Linked DNA regions of Rattus norvegicus: region 2 is linked to region 1. A link is a contact called in public Hi-C data. All regions are on one chromosome and are shown on one strand. The core of a region is the stretch at or near the end of the contact, and the rest is flanking DNA. Distances in the headings are between cores, read along the strand shown. Region 1 has its middle 67 kb from the start of Ppp2r2a. Region 2 has its middle 49 kb from the start of Ebf2.

Region 1 (7,163 bases), core at 1,906-4,405:
GATATGCCAGGGTGGATTGGTAAGGGGGGGGGGGGGTCCACCTTCTCAGAGAGAATGGGAAGAGGGCCTATATGAGGGGGACTGCAACAGGGGGAGGAGCTGCAGTCAGGATGTAAAGTAAATAAATAAAGTTTTAAAAAAGCAAATCATAGAGCCTCTATTTACATAGTATGACGTGCAAGATAGCATTCGTAACTTCAAGGTTTTGTTAGTTCCAGATAATCTAACCTCACATTTAACCTATATTTTGCCAGGGGGCAATAGCCAATGCTAATTTAATGTGGTGTCATCTGATCTCTGCGAGCAGTCATGTTCACTTAAACATGAAGTTAACATTTCTGCTTTATTGAAATCTGTATCTAATAAGGATCTAATCCAATTATTGTTGGAATTGGTTACAGAAAATTTCTTCACGGCACATTTACTTCTGTGCTCAGAGGCATTAGGTTTTGCCAAGCCAGTGCACTAGGTTGACAGGTTCCACACAGAACATCTGACTTCCCTGCAAACACTGTGGGGCCTCTGCATCTACAGAGTCTGTGTCCACAGATTGGACCAACCACAGACTAAAAATACTTAGGAAAAAACAGTTTCTTAGTAAATATGTACAGACTTTGTCTTGCCATTGCCTAAACAGTACATGTAATGACCGTCTGCGAGGCATTTACATTGTGTCAGAACTTGTAAGTCATTGAGATAGTTGAAGTACAAGAGAGGCCAGACACCCACCACATCTATCTAGCTGTCTATCCTGACAGCTACTACCTAGAAAATACATGTTCTCATTACCTCTGTTATAAATGAGATTAGCTGGGGCTGGAGAGACTCCTCAGTGGTTGAGAGCACTAGCTGTTCTTCTAGTGGTCCTGGGTTCAATTTCCAGAACTCATGTGGAAGCCTACAGCTATCTATAACTCCATTTCCAAGGAATCCTATACCTTCTTCTAGCTTCAGAGGGCACTGTACACATGTGGTACGCTTACGTATATGCAGGCAAAACATCCATACATAAAAAACATAAATAAATAATTGGGTTATTTGGACATGGTGACACGGGCCTATAATCCTAGTACTTAGGAGGCTGGGGCAGAATTGCTGCAAGTTTGAGACCAGTCTGGGCTAAACAGTAAATTCAAGGCCAGTCTAGTGAAACCTTGTGGCCAGTGTGGTGAAACCTTGTCTCTAAAAACCATAGACAAATGAAGCTGAACATGATAGGATATCCTAGGAACCCAGCATCTGAGAGGTGGGAATGGAAGGTTCAGGAATTCAAAGTCATTCTTGACAACATAATGAATCTGAGATCATTCTGGATCACACAAGACACTGTCTTGAAAACACAGTTGAGACACAGAGCCACAAAGACCACAAAGTGAGTCCTGTGTACAGCCAAGACTCAAATGTAAGAAGTTAGTGGGGTTGGGGATTTATCTCAGTGGTAGAGCGCTTGCCTAGCAAGCGCAAGGCCCTGGGTTCAGTCCCCAGCTCCGAAAAAAAAAAAAAAAAAAAGAAGTTAGCATCCAGATGCTGGTCCCAGCCTCAGCCATTGTGAGATTGTCTACTGGTTCACACACTGTCACATACTGTAGCACATGGTGTGTGCTACAATTTGGCGTTTTCCAGTCATTCAAATAGGGGAAATGCAGTAAGGAAGTGACTAAGTCGTCACTTACCTTAAGTGTGAGAAACTTCTTGTTTAAAACGGTAGTTAGCCTGACAAGAACTCATGTTTCCTGAGCCTTTCTCTTCCTCTTAGTGCTGGATAGCATCAAACTGTGAAGTTGAGCTCTCACCAGTGGAATAAGATGTAGTCATTACTGACATCTGAGACAAAAGATGGATGCCATCTTGGTTACGTGTGCTTACAGGGTGTTCTAAGACCCAATTTAGTCTAACAAACACACATAGATGTGTTTCTTTGTGTGACACCGAGATTATTCTTAGTTTCTAACATAAGGTACAATGAGAATGACCTGTACAGTCAGAAAAAGTGGCTAGGTTCTCATTCTGGTACAGTGAACCTCCAGCGTTTTCAAGGAATGGATACACAAGACCCCTGAAGACACCTAAGTTCTGAGGTGTCAAGTTTCTCTATAAAATGGCATAATGTTTGTGGTGACCTACACAGTCTTCCTATAGTCTTAGAAATCTCTGGATTAGGATATGTCTAAAGTGACATAAATGCAATGCAAGTGAAGGTCGCACTACAATGTGAAAAGACTATGATAAGCCAGATGTGTCAGCACACGCTTATAACCCATGCAGAGAGATGGAGGCAGGATCATGAGTTCAAGACCAGCCTGGGCTACATAATGAGACCCCCACCAGAGAGGTAGGGGAGGAAATGAAGAAGAGGAGGAAAGAAAGGAAGGAGTGAAGGGAGACAGGAGGAGAAAGTCTATTCCTAATTAGTACGAACATTTCCTTTTTGTTTGTTTGTTTGTTTGTTTGTTTGTTTGTTTATATTTGAGATTGGGTCTCACTATGTAGCCCTGGCTGGTCTGGAATTTAGACATGGAGACCAAGCTGGCTTTAAACTCACAGAAACCTGCCTTCTTCTCCCTCCCAAGTTGTGGTGATTTGAGCAGGAAAGCCCCCACAGATTCATGTGTTTAAATGCTTGGCCCATGGGGAGTGGCACTATTGGATGTGGCCTTGTTGGGAAAAGTGTGTGACGGTGGAGACTGGCTTTGAGGTCTTACAAGCTCAAGTTTGGTCAGTGTATCTCACTGCCTTCAGATCGAAGTGTTTATTTCTCAGCTCCATCTCCAGCCTCACATCTGCTTACATGTCACCATGCTTCCCGATATAATGATGATGGACCAGACCTCTGAACTGTCAGCCAGCCCCAATTAAATGTTTTCCTTTATAAGAGTTGTCGTGATCATGGTGTCTCTTCACAGCAACAAAACCCAAACTAAACCATAAGTCGTAGGATTAAAGGCATGTACCAGGATTCTCAATGAAGGACAGAGAAGATGGTTCTAAAACAGCACCTGGGGCCTAGAAGATGCTCAACAAAAGCTTGCTGCTGTTACTTGACACAGAATCAGATGTTGGTGGTTCTGATGGTTCCATTAAAAACTGGCACCTCCCCTAAGCAATCCCATGGTGCAATCCCATGCTGGATGAAATGAGCCACTCTCCAGAGTCTAATTGTGCTTCGGGCAGTGTTCTGTCACTGAATGTGTGAAAAGGAAACTCGTGGTACATTGGTTTCCACCAGTCAGACCTCAGCTTCCTCCTGCCAGGGAGGAATTCTGCCCTGTCCGTACACAGTGGCTGGTACAATGTCAACCAATAATTTCCAATAACTTCTGAAAAAGATGTAGACCTTGGTGCACTCCTGTGACCACAGCTCTTCACAAATGGAGGCAGGAGGATGGGAGTTTGAGGGCAGCCTGGACTACAGATAGTTTGCTTGGGGTGGGGGTGGGGAGTGAATGAGGAAGGAAGGGAGGGGAGGAGGCAGAGAGGAAAGGACACTGGAAGGGATGGAGGCAGGCAGACATGGAGGCATGCAGGGAGGGAGGGATGGGCAAGAGAACTTTCCTGCCCTGCCTTTCAGGGAGACATATTTTGAAATAGCAGCAGCACAGCAGTGATCTTAGCCAGTGCTCCAGCAGCTGCGATGAAGAGACTCTTAGGGTGCTGGCTCCAAGTCTTGGAGCCCAGCCAAGGCTCTTCCCAGCTGCACACTTAGAACCTGGTGTTGGGTCTGGGTTGAGAATCGCCCTGTGGGGGGAACACTTAGACTGTGAAAACCTTCCTGACACCTCCTATTAAACCTTTCCCTGCACCCCTAGAGCAATGAGGTTCTTGTGTGCTTAGTAAACTGAAACTTGCATGTGGTCAGCTGGATGGCAGGCTGTGAACCTAGAGGGATCTGAAAACCCAAGGATGACCTGTCCTGGGGGTGGCAGGAGTGGGTGGGAGCCAGCCCTTGTACCAGCTACACAGCCCAGCCTGGCCCAGACCTCAATCTGACCACACCTTCAGCATCCCCAGAAAGGCCTCTGGGAGCAGCCTTAGAGACGGTCTGGTTACCACCTATTGTTTCTAATCTCCTAAACGCCACCAAGGATAAAAATGCCAGAAGGCCAAACAATGGAACAGACTTTTCTGCTTAATGTTTTTAATGAGAGAGTGGTCATGTGACCTTGCAGCTCAGTGCCAGTTACATTTCTATTTACTTGGAGACTGGGTACAATTAGGACATTTATCTCACTTAGTCCCTGGTCACTCCTGCCCCCAAATGCCCCCCCGCCCTCTTCCCAAAAGAGATGAGAAAACGTTTTCATTATGAAGCCATATCGGTCGCTGAAAAGAGCTATTTTTAAAAAGTGATGTCATAGGCTAAATTGCTACATTGTTCTGCTTTCAGAAGACGCTCAATGGAGCCTTTGGTAGTCACTAGCTGCTTTTGTCAGATGAACACAAGTAACTGGCTTCTCCTGCTCGAACCCCGGATCCCAGACCCACTTCAGAGCCGTCGCGGGACCGCTGGGGAAATTTCTATGTGTATATTTTGCACAGCCTTTAAATGATATCGTTTTTTACATTCTGTGTGTGCATTTGACCATTGCAGTCATCCTGTAAAAGGATCCAAGGCTGTCTTTTCAACTCTAACTCAGAAAAAAAAAAAGATTCCCATCACATAAGTACTTACTACACACACAGTGCCTCAACTTCCACTAGTTGAATCTATGGTTTTTCAGCTTTTTGTTGGTGCAATAACAGCACCAGTCAGCAGCAGTCAGGAAACAGTACAGCAAGCCTCACTACCGGAATCCATGGCGGAAGAAGAGAACCAACTCCTGAAGGTTGTCCACTGTCCACCAGGCATGCTCTATGCATGCTGGCACTTGTGCATGTCCCTCAAGTGTGTGTGAGCATGCGTGCGCGCGCGCACACACACACACACACACACACACACACACACACACACACGCACACATGCACATACACATGTGCACACTAATTTCATAAAATCACAAATGAGGAATACATTTCTAAATATTTTTCCTTTTTAATTTTTTTATGATTTCATTTTATGTGAATGGGTATCTTGTCCAAATGTATGTCTATGTACCATGTCTAAGTCTGCAGAGGCCAAAAGAGAGCTTTAGATCCCCTGGAACTATAGCTCCAGTCAGTTGTGAGCCACCATGTACATGCTTGGAACTGAAAACTGAGTTCTCAGAACCTGGGTCCTCTGCAAGATGAACCAATGGGTAAGGGGTTGGTTGACAGGCCTGACAACCAGAAACCACACAGTAGAAAGAGGGAATTGACTCCCAGAGTTGTCCTCAGACCTCCATACATGCAGATTGTGGCAGGCACACACAATATACATCCACACAAAAATACATGAATATAAAAAAGAAAAGAAAGAAGAAAGAAAAAAATCAAGCCAGGTATGGAGTTGCTCTCCTTTAATTTCAGCACACGGGTAGTTGGTCCCTGGGTGCTAGGCCAGTTGCTCTACAGAGTGTGTTCCGGGATAGCTGTGGCTACACAGAGAAACCCTGTCTTGAAAAAAGAAAGAAAGAAAGAAAGAAAGAAAGAAAGAAAGAAAGAAAGAAAGAAAGAAAGAAAGAAGGGAGGGAGGGAGGGGAGGAGGGAGGGGGAGGAAGGGAGGGAGAGGGGAGGGAAGGAAGGAAGAAAGAAAGAAAGAACAAGGAAGGAGCCCAAAAGGAAGCAAACGGGGGGACGGGACTCATTCTCTTTCCACTGCAGACTCAGGTGATGAGGCTTACATGACAGTTTACCTGCTGAGCCATCTCAGAGATCCTCTGCAGCGCTCATCTCTTTCCTGTGGCTTCGGCCTCAGATACTGACCTCTCCCCATCTTAAAGAAAAAGTCTACCCACACCTTCCTCAGGTTAGCATGCTTTAAAGGCCTGGAGAGTAACAGAGAGGCCTGTGTTCACCATCCCATCCCCCACTTCCTCTCATGTCTGGGCCCACTCAGCGCTCCACTCAAAGGACTTCTGCCGACGCCATAATTCTGAAGCCAGGTCCTTCTCCCTTCCTCATCTTTACCACCTGTGCAGCATGGACCCACAAGGTTGCTTACCCCCTAAGAGGCTGCCTCTCTAAATCTAACCCTCTTTTATTCTGCAGCCCCACTGTCTCGGACTCCTTCTCCATTCAGTGAATTTTAGGGATCCTCAGAGTTTCCACCAGGGCCCTCTTTTCCTCTTCCTTTGCACAGCTCATTCACTCCAAGGCTTTAAATAGCACAGGGAAGCTGAACAATTACAAGCCTACATTCCCAGCCCACATGTATTTCCCAAGCTTCCGTCTTAAAACCCCCACCAACCCCAGAGATCTGCAGCCTTGGCTGTCCCACGGCTGCTGGACACTCTGCATGTAAGCAACAGAACAACAGTGTTTGGATCTCTTAGCTAGACATGATGACATACATCTGAAACGCCAGCACCTGGACAAGGGACACAGTAAGATCAAGAGTTCTGATCATTGGCTTCACAGTGAGTTCCAGGTCATAGAGGCTTTTTGAGACTCTGTCTGACTGAGTCTCAGTCTCGAAAGGGAAAATAATAACAGGAGCTGAAGAGGCTCTAAGTTGCCTAGCAACACAGTCATGGAGCCTCATCCTTGGGAGGTGGAGGTAGGAAGATCAGAAGTGTCAGGTCAGCCGGTAATGCTTAGCAAGCTCCTACCTCGAAAGAGAAGAGTGGGGGCACCAAGATGCTTCTGTAGCCCTCTTTCTGCCAAGTCACATATGGTAAGGCACTGCTTTGTGGTTTTCTTTTTAATATTATAAACTTTATTAGTTTAAAAAAGACAAGAGAGGAGGGAACACACAACAGTAACAAAAACAAACAAAGCAAAACAGAACAAAAACCACAAAAAACCCCACCACATGTCAAAATTAGCCAGACCCAAAGTCTATATCCATCTCAGTGAACTTCTTACACAGTTTGAAAGAGATTCTGAAAGCCTGGAGCTACACGTTGGATTTTACATTTTTACTATGGGATGTTTTTATGCACACACCCAACAACAAACACTCCTGGGACAGAACTGGATCTAGAATAATTTGCTTCATATCTCGTTCCTCATGGGTTCACCACGGGCATGAGTGGCCCCTCACCAGGTCTTGACTTTGAACTTCTGGAGCTGTGCGAATTTCTGTT
Region 2 (7,163 bases), core at 3,134-5,633, 55 kb before region 1:
TTGAAGCTGTTCTCCCTTTATTTTAATACAGATCAGGGCTCTCCTTAATCTTTTATTTCTTTCAGCACAAGCCTTGGCTCCAACATGACATTTCCTGAGGTCCCTGTCTCCTCAAACTGTACATTGTGCACAGCTCTTGTTACACTTGCTCCTTTTCTATTGCAGACCTGCGTTAGAGTAACTATGAACCATGTGACAAAGTCAATATTAGGCTGTCTTAAAAATCTTCTCCACCAAGGAACGTAGTCTGTTACTTTTCAATTTAGCGTCAGACAAATTCTAAGGACAAAGACAGAAAGCAGACAAAATATCACAAGAGTGACCTCTAACCCAGTTGCTAATCAATTCCAGCTTTTCTGACTACGATACGTTCTTCTCTTGGGCTGGTTGCACTTCCTGTGTGTAGCTAATATACTCCACTGAACCTTCTCAATATGGGCCTTCATAGTCTACATGGAGACTTCATGTAGACACTTTCTAGTCCAAGGTCCCAGGCGTCCACATTCCTCAGTCTAGTCAGGTCTGTCACATCTTCTATCTTCGTTATTTGTCTATTGCTGTGAAGAGACATAACAACCAAGGAAACTTATAGAACAAAGTTACTGGGCGCTTCCAGTTTCAAACAGTGAGTCAACAACCATCGTGGTACAGAGCGGCATTAGGCAAGCAGGCATAGTGTTGTAACAGCTGTTGAGAGCTTAGATTTTAAAGCAACAACCACAAGGGGGAGAGAGAGAGAGAGAAAGAGAGAGAGAGAGAGAGAGAGAGAGAGAGAGAGAGAGAGAGAGAATGAGCTCTAACTGGGCAAGCCTGCCCCAATGACACGCTTCCTCCAACAAGGCCACACCTCCTAATTTTTCTCAAACAGTCTCACCAACTGGAGACTAAGCATTCGAATAAACTGGGGGCAGCGGCAGGGGCATACTCATTTAACCCACCACACCACTGAACACCTCATCTTGGCTCTACAGCCAGAGCCCCATGCAACTGCCCAAGAGAAGGGAGAAAGGAAGGGAGGGAGGGAAGGAAAAGTGGATAACCAACATTAAAAAAAGAAGAAGAGGTTTGCTTCGTCTAGTGGTTTCACAGGTTTGGGACTGTGTTGCTTGGTTCTTTTGATTTGGGCCTGTGGTAGCACGCTACATCATGATAAGAACATGCCAGGGAACTGTTCATCCCATCAAAGCTAGGAAACAAAGACACAGGAAGAGCGTGGTTACCAATATCCTCGTCGAGGGCATGACATCAGTGACCTAACTTCCTTCCATTAGGCCCTTCATACTAATCAGCTCACTACTCAGCAGTAATGGCACAGGTTAGGAACCGAGCCTCAACGCAGTGTTTCTCAGACATTGTCTAGATCCAAACTGTAGTTAGTCTACTGCATCCGTTCTCAGAAAGCTTACACAGGCCTTCAGGCGAGCCAGGTCTTTTCCTGTATCCAACAAAGAGTTGAACATTTCTTATAACCTATCGAACATTCTACGGGAATAGAAAAAAAGAAAGAAATGGTTGTGTGGAAAAAGCCATCACACCACTGTAAAGTCAAGAAATGGTGCTTGATTTTAGCAACCAGATTGGAGCTTCTTTGTTTTTCAAGACCCAGTTTCTCTGTGTAGTCCTGGCTGTCCTGAAACTTGCTCTGTAGACCAGGCTGGCCTCAAACTCAGAGATCCACCATCCTCTGCCTCCAGAGTGTTGGGATCACACCACCTGGCGAATTGGAGCTCATTTAAAGACTTGTGGCATCATATACTCTGAAGACTCTGAGGCCAAAGAAGCAGGAATGATAATAAAGAGGTGGCTGGTTAGAAAACAATGTATGTAACATTTCTTGTCTTCTTATGCAGAAAAAAAAATCAATATTTGAGTATTCCCAACCAGATTTCAGTGGGAAGCAAGAAGATAAACGCAGTGTGGTTCCGGATTCCCATGTGTGAAATGCACGGGCATTGAGCTGGATCTGTTATTCCATTGGATGCTGAAAACCCAGCTTTAAGGTCTGGGAGTTTGGTTTAACACAGAGCATGTGCTAAGCATTTGCCAACCCCTGAGTTCATCTGGAGCACTGCAGGGATGAGCCTGCCGTCCTCAGGAGGAGACAGTGCTTAGCAGGCCAACAGCAGAAAACCACTTCAGTGTGTGTGTGTGTGTGTGTGTGTGTGTGTGTGTGTGTGTGTGTGTGTGTGCATGTATACACACATTGTTTGGCTCGCTGCCTTTAATTTGAGCCAGAAAGGTTCTTTTCTCAGGCTGGAGAGATAGCATAGTGGTTAAGAACAAGCACATACAGAGGATCCAAGTTCAATTTTTCAGCATTCACACAACAGATCGCAACAGGGCTCCGTAAAGGAACCAGCAGAAATCCAGATTTAACCCTATTCCAGGTTCTCTCTCTCTCTTTTTCTCTCTCTCTCTCTCCAGCCCCCCTCCCACACATACTTTTTAAACATAAAGTTTCCCTGTCAATTCTTCACAGTGCCTGTGCCTATTGTAAGCCAGGAATGGTAGTAACGGCAGTGCCCAACATTGATGACAAAAATAAAGGCTCTCTGACTGGCTGCACTTCCCAGGCCACAGTAAGCAGAGAGCGGCCAAAAGTCAACGAAGGCAGTAGTTTGAAGGTTTACTGCTTGAGGAATGTGGACTAGCCAGGCAGGTTTCTAGAGACAAGGCAGTATTTGTAGAAAGTGAACAGCATTTCATTCCAAAGATATCCCCCAGGCCTCAGGACTGACCCCACGTCTCCTTCTGTAATAAATGTTTTACAATGTGCCTTTACTAAAGTTAAATCAACATACTAACTACAAGCAATTTTTAGTATAAGAATTAAATAAGACTATACAAAATAGGAGCTGGAGAGGTGGTTCTGTGGTTAAGAGCACTGACTGCTCTTCCAGAGGTCCTGAGTTCAATTCCCAGCAACCACATGGTGGCTCACAGCCATCTGGAATAGGATCCAATGCCCTCTTCTGGTATGTATCTGAAGACAGTGTACTCATATAAATAAAAATAAAGAAATCTTTAAAAATATACAAAATAATACATACTCAGAATGTGAATATTCAGACAGTTATATTACAAAACACCCTATGTCAGACTCAAGCAGCCCTGTTGCTTGAGATAGTTATAAGCGCAGACTGAGGTGTTTATATTTCACTATGACTCAAGCAGCAGGCACGGAGCTGCAGTGGTGGCAACTTTCCTATAAGCTGTCAACAAAAAAAAGGCCAAACACTATCTGCATGCACTCACCTCAAGAACCTAGAACCCACAAGCTCACAGAGACTGAAAGTAGATCAGAGGAAACTGGGCTACAGGGGGCATGATGGGAGTTCCTGATCATTGGCTGCACCATCCCTGTCTGGAGTCATGGAAAAGATTTGGAAGTGAACAGTAACGACGGTTGGGTAACATTCTGAATGCAATTAAAGCAAGCCAGCCACTGATCTCGTTCACTTCGAAATGGCTAAATGGATTTGTTGTAATAAAAGCTTCACCTGGCCACGGTGGTGAATGCAATACCAGTTCTTGTGAAAGGACTGAGGCAGGAGGATTACAAATTTCAGGTCAGCATGGGCCCCATAGCAAGAGACTAAGGGAAGGAAGGAAGGAAGGAAGGAAGGAAGGAAGGAAGGAAGGAAGGACCTTGCCAAAAAAAAAAAAAAACAAAACAAAAAAAAAACAAAACAAAACAAAACTCGTTTGGAAATAAAATGGAGCCGGTTCTAACTCTGGACTATACAAAGTAAGAGTCTGTCACAGAAAAAAAAAGGAGGGGTGGGGATGGTGGGAAGAAATGAAGTAAAGGACGGTGGGAGAGAGAGAAAGGAGGGACTTGCAGAATTTTTGTATGTTTATAAGTAGAATAGAGCTGGTCCTAGCTCTGAAAATTAATGCATGGCATTCACCTACATGATTCACCAGCGGGATATCTGATAACTTCCCAGGACAATTCTTTATGGTCCGGGACTATCCTACAGGATGTCCAGTATGGCGGGTCAGCGCCACTAAATGCAAGTAAGGCTCCCTTTATTACAAAAATGCCCAGGTTCAAGAAAACAGCTCCGCCCCTCTTGAGAGTTAGGAGGCAGGAAGTGAAGAGAGAGAGCCTAGGCGGCGCCTGGGTTCTGGCCAAGGGCGTGCCTGAAGCCCTCGGGGAGCATGGGGGCAGAGGGCTCCGTAAAGGAACCAGCAGAAATCCAGATTTCTGGTAAACGGATCTAGCTGAAGGATAGGGAGTTAAAGGGAAAGGAACGGGTGAACTAGCCGGTGAGGTTTAGTCCAGTTTTTATCCTTAACAGTCTCCAGTTCACGCCTGCAAAGCTCATTGCGTTCCCCTGCCAGACGGTGGAGCTAGAGAGCCTCGTACAGATCCCGGTCCTCTGGGTTCAGGTTTGAGGCAGGGCTGACTCAGCCCTCCACGGATGACACAGCAGGATCGCCGACTGTGACCTGCAAGCAACAGCTTCATTTATCGAATAATTAGCTAATTCTTTTTTTTTTTCATTTAACTTTAACGACCTATGACAGGTGGGGCGGTGGCATTGGAAGGTTCAGACAGCTCAAACAGAAATCAGTAAGATAAGTCAGGACCCTGTCACAGACTCCTAGGCAAGAAATTAAAAATCTCTTGCAATCTTCTAAGTGTCCCTAGGCAGCCTGCCCAGTGGGGCTGCGGCAGTCCCTCCCCTCCTCCTCCCTGCGGTTAGCTGGGACTTCTACTGGAGGAGGAACACAGTCACGCAGTGGCTCCGCCCACCTCCTAGCCAATCACTGCACAGCCCTCTCCCTCCTTCCTAGCACCTGATGGATATCGAAGCATTTAAGCCGGCCATCTCAAGGGTTTAAGAGCTTGGGAACAGTGGCTTCCACAGGACGCTCGAAGGTCCTGGTTGCAGCGTTTGTGATTCTAAAGCTGGCACTGTTAGGAAAATGGGATTGGCTGACAGGCCGGTGGATCTGGGTTGTTTACCTCCCGAGGCTCTGTGCTCACATCGCGGACACACACACACACACACACACACACACACACACACACACACACACGCCGGGACCAAAAGCCTCTAGTGTCACCTTTTCTACCTCTTCGGAGGTGGAGGCAAAAGGCCACCTGATGCCAGTGTCTTTTGGTGAACCATTCAACCGTCCCTTCCAGCACTTGCAGGACTCTGCTTTTCGGAGACCTGGCAGCTGCCAGGCGTCTCCGTGCCATGTATTAGATTCTGGGTGGCAGGAGCCAAGTCTATGCAGTCCATGCAACCTGAGCCCTTTCTGTACTGTAATCAATATGATGGTGAGTCCTCTGCACGAATAACCAGGGAAACTGCACCACCACCACCCATCCACCTCCATATACTTTCACAGCATCTCACTGGATCTGGACCACACCTGGCCAGGCAGGTGCCCTTGTTATGCCCATTTTATAGATAAGGAAATAGAAGCCTCGAGTCACCTGCCTGGAATGCAGCAGAACCACTCTGAGCAAATCCCTTCCAAAGGCAACCTCATTTGGTTCACGGTTTAAGAGGAGGTCAAGCACAGTGGGGAAGACACAGCCCCAGGAAGGTGAGACACCTGGTCATGTGTCCACAGTGAATGTGTTCTTTTTGAAGACACCGATTGAATTTCCAGGAGGAGAACTGATTATCAGGCTCAGAGAACTGAAAGACCAAAGGGGAGCATTAAGTAATGGTAAAAGCATATCTGCAGGGGCAGCTTCTAGGGCATAAGGAGGAGTGAGGGCAAGGGATCGAAGAACTTTGGACTGGGGTGGGGAAGAGTAGAAGCTTGGAGAGTTCCAAAGGGCTGAAAACTAGGCCTTGGAAAAGGGGCTTTATAACTGAATTGTGTCCCCCTAAAAAAAGACAAGCAGATGTCTTTTTAAAAGATACATTTATTTTTATTTCGTGTGTATGAGTGTTTTGCCCGTGTGCATGTGGTCCACATGCATGCAGTGCTTGCACAGGCCAGAAGAGGGCGTGAGAACCCTGGAACTGAAATTAGAAAGTTGTGAATCGCCTTATGTGTGCTGGAATCCAAACCCAGGTCCACATGCTGCAACTGACCCTAGAGTTCAGAGCTTCAGCTAGTCTGGCTACTCGGCTTGCTCTGGGAATTCTCTGTCTCTGCCTTCCATGGCTGATGAGGTTATGGGCAATCACTTTATCCACCGAGCCATCTCCTCAGCCCCATAGTTCAGCTACTTTAAGCCACCAAGCTTCTGGTGCCTTTTCATGGCAGTCAAGAGGACAGTGCCCAGCAGTGCTCCTGTGTCTGGGGGATTCACCATGAGTCTAGATCTGGGAGTATAACAGCTACCATCCACTGTCAGGTACATGGAATTTTTTTTTCTATTTGCATGAAACCCGAAAGACAGCACAGAGAACAGATTGTCCTCGACCTAGTTAGGGTTGTCATGGCTGTGATGAAACACCACAACCAAAAGCAATGAAGGGAGGAAAGGATTTATTTGGCTTAAGCTTCCCCAGCACTGCTCATCATTGAAGGAAGTCCGGGCAGGAAATCAAACAGGGCAGGAACCTGGAGGCAGGAACAAATGCAGAGGCCATGAAGGGGTGCTGCTTACTGGCCTGCTCCTCGTGACTTGCTCAGCCTGCTTTTTTATAGCACTCAGGACTACCATTCCAGGAGTGGCACCACCCACAATGGTTCAGGCCCTCCCCTATCAATCACTAATTAAGAAAATGCCTTCCAGTCTTGCGCACAGCCCGGTCGATCTTACAGAAGCATTTTCTCAGTAGGGGTTCCCTCCTAAGATGACTTTAAGTTGACATAAGACAATCCAACTCCTCTCTCTTCCAGCCTCACAACCTCTTGCTCGCCTATTTTGTGCCCCATGTCTGCATATGAGAGGGGTGAGAACAGAGTTCAGGTGGGTGGGGAGCTGAAGGGTAAGGTTAGTAACGGAAAGGGAGTATGCGAACTAGAATGTCGAAAGTAGTATCTTCATCTCTACTTGCCTCCATCGACCCCAGCATCTTCTTTTACATATCTAGGCAGAAGTAGAAGAAAACCGACCTCAACTGTCTTAGCAGTCCTCTGATGATGTTTCTGAAGCTCTTACAGTTGCTGCAGATGTCCTAACTTGTATGAGCACAATCATTACTTTAAATATAGTGTGCGCTACACTGGCTGTGACA

What was found. Hi-C and Micro-C count contacts between places; a contact is called where the count stands out from the background.
Region 2: a contact with region 1 is called in a Hi-C map of Schwann cells, with 2.3 times the contacts expected there. The contact joins two enhancer-like sites. A contact is called at or near these places in 2 of 12 Hi-C or Micro-C datasets (Schwann cells and frontal cortex) and 1 of 1 datasets of contacts at active chromatin or transcription factors (oligodendrocytes).

Annotation. Positions count from the first base shown.
Region 1 is chr15:45,502,498-45,509,660 of GRCr8, reverse strand. No RefSeq gene overlaps it. Among named protein-coding and RNA genes, the nearest start is that of Ppp2r2a, 67 kb to the right of the region's middle. Within about 2 kb of position 3,155, at least 53 of the 93 cell types and tissues checked have an H3K27ac peak or open chromatin away from gene starts, as enhancers often do. A contact at or near this core is called in Schwann cells, where this site is marked.
Region 2 is chr15:45,558,656-45,565,818 of GRCr8, reverse strand. No RefSeq gene overlaps it. Among named protein-coding and RNA genes, the nearest start is that of Ebf2, 49 kb to the left of the region's middle. Within about 2 kb of position 4,383, at least 91 of the 93 cell types and tissues checked have an H3K27ac peak or open chromatin away from gene starts, as enhancers often do. A contact at or near this core is called in Schwann cells, where this site is marked.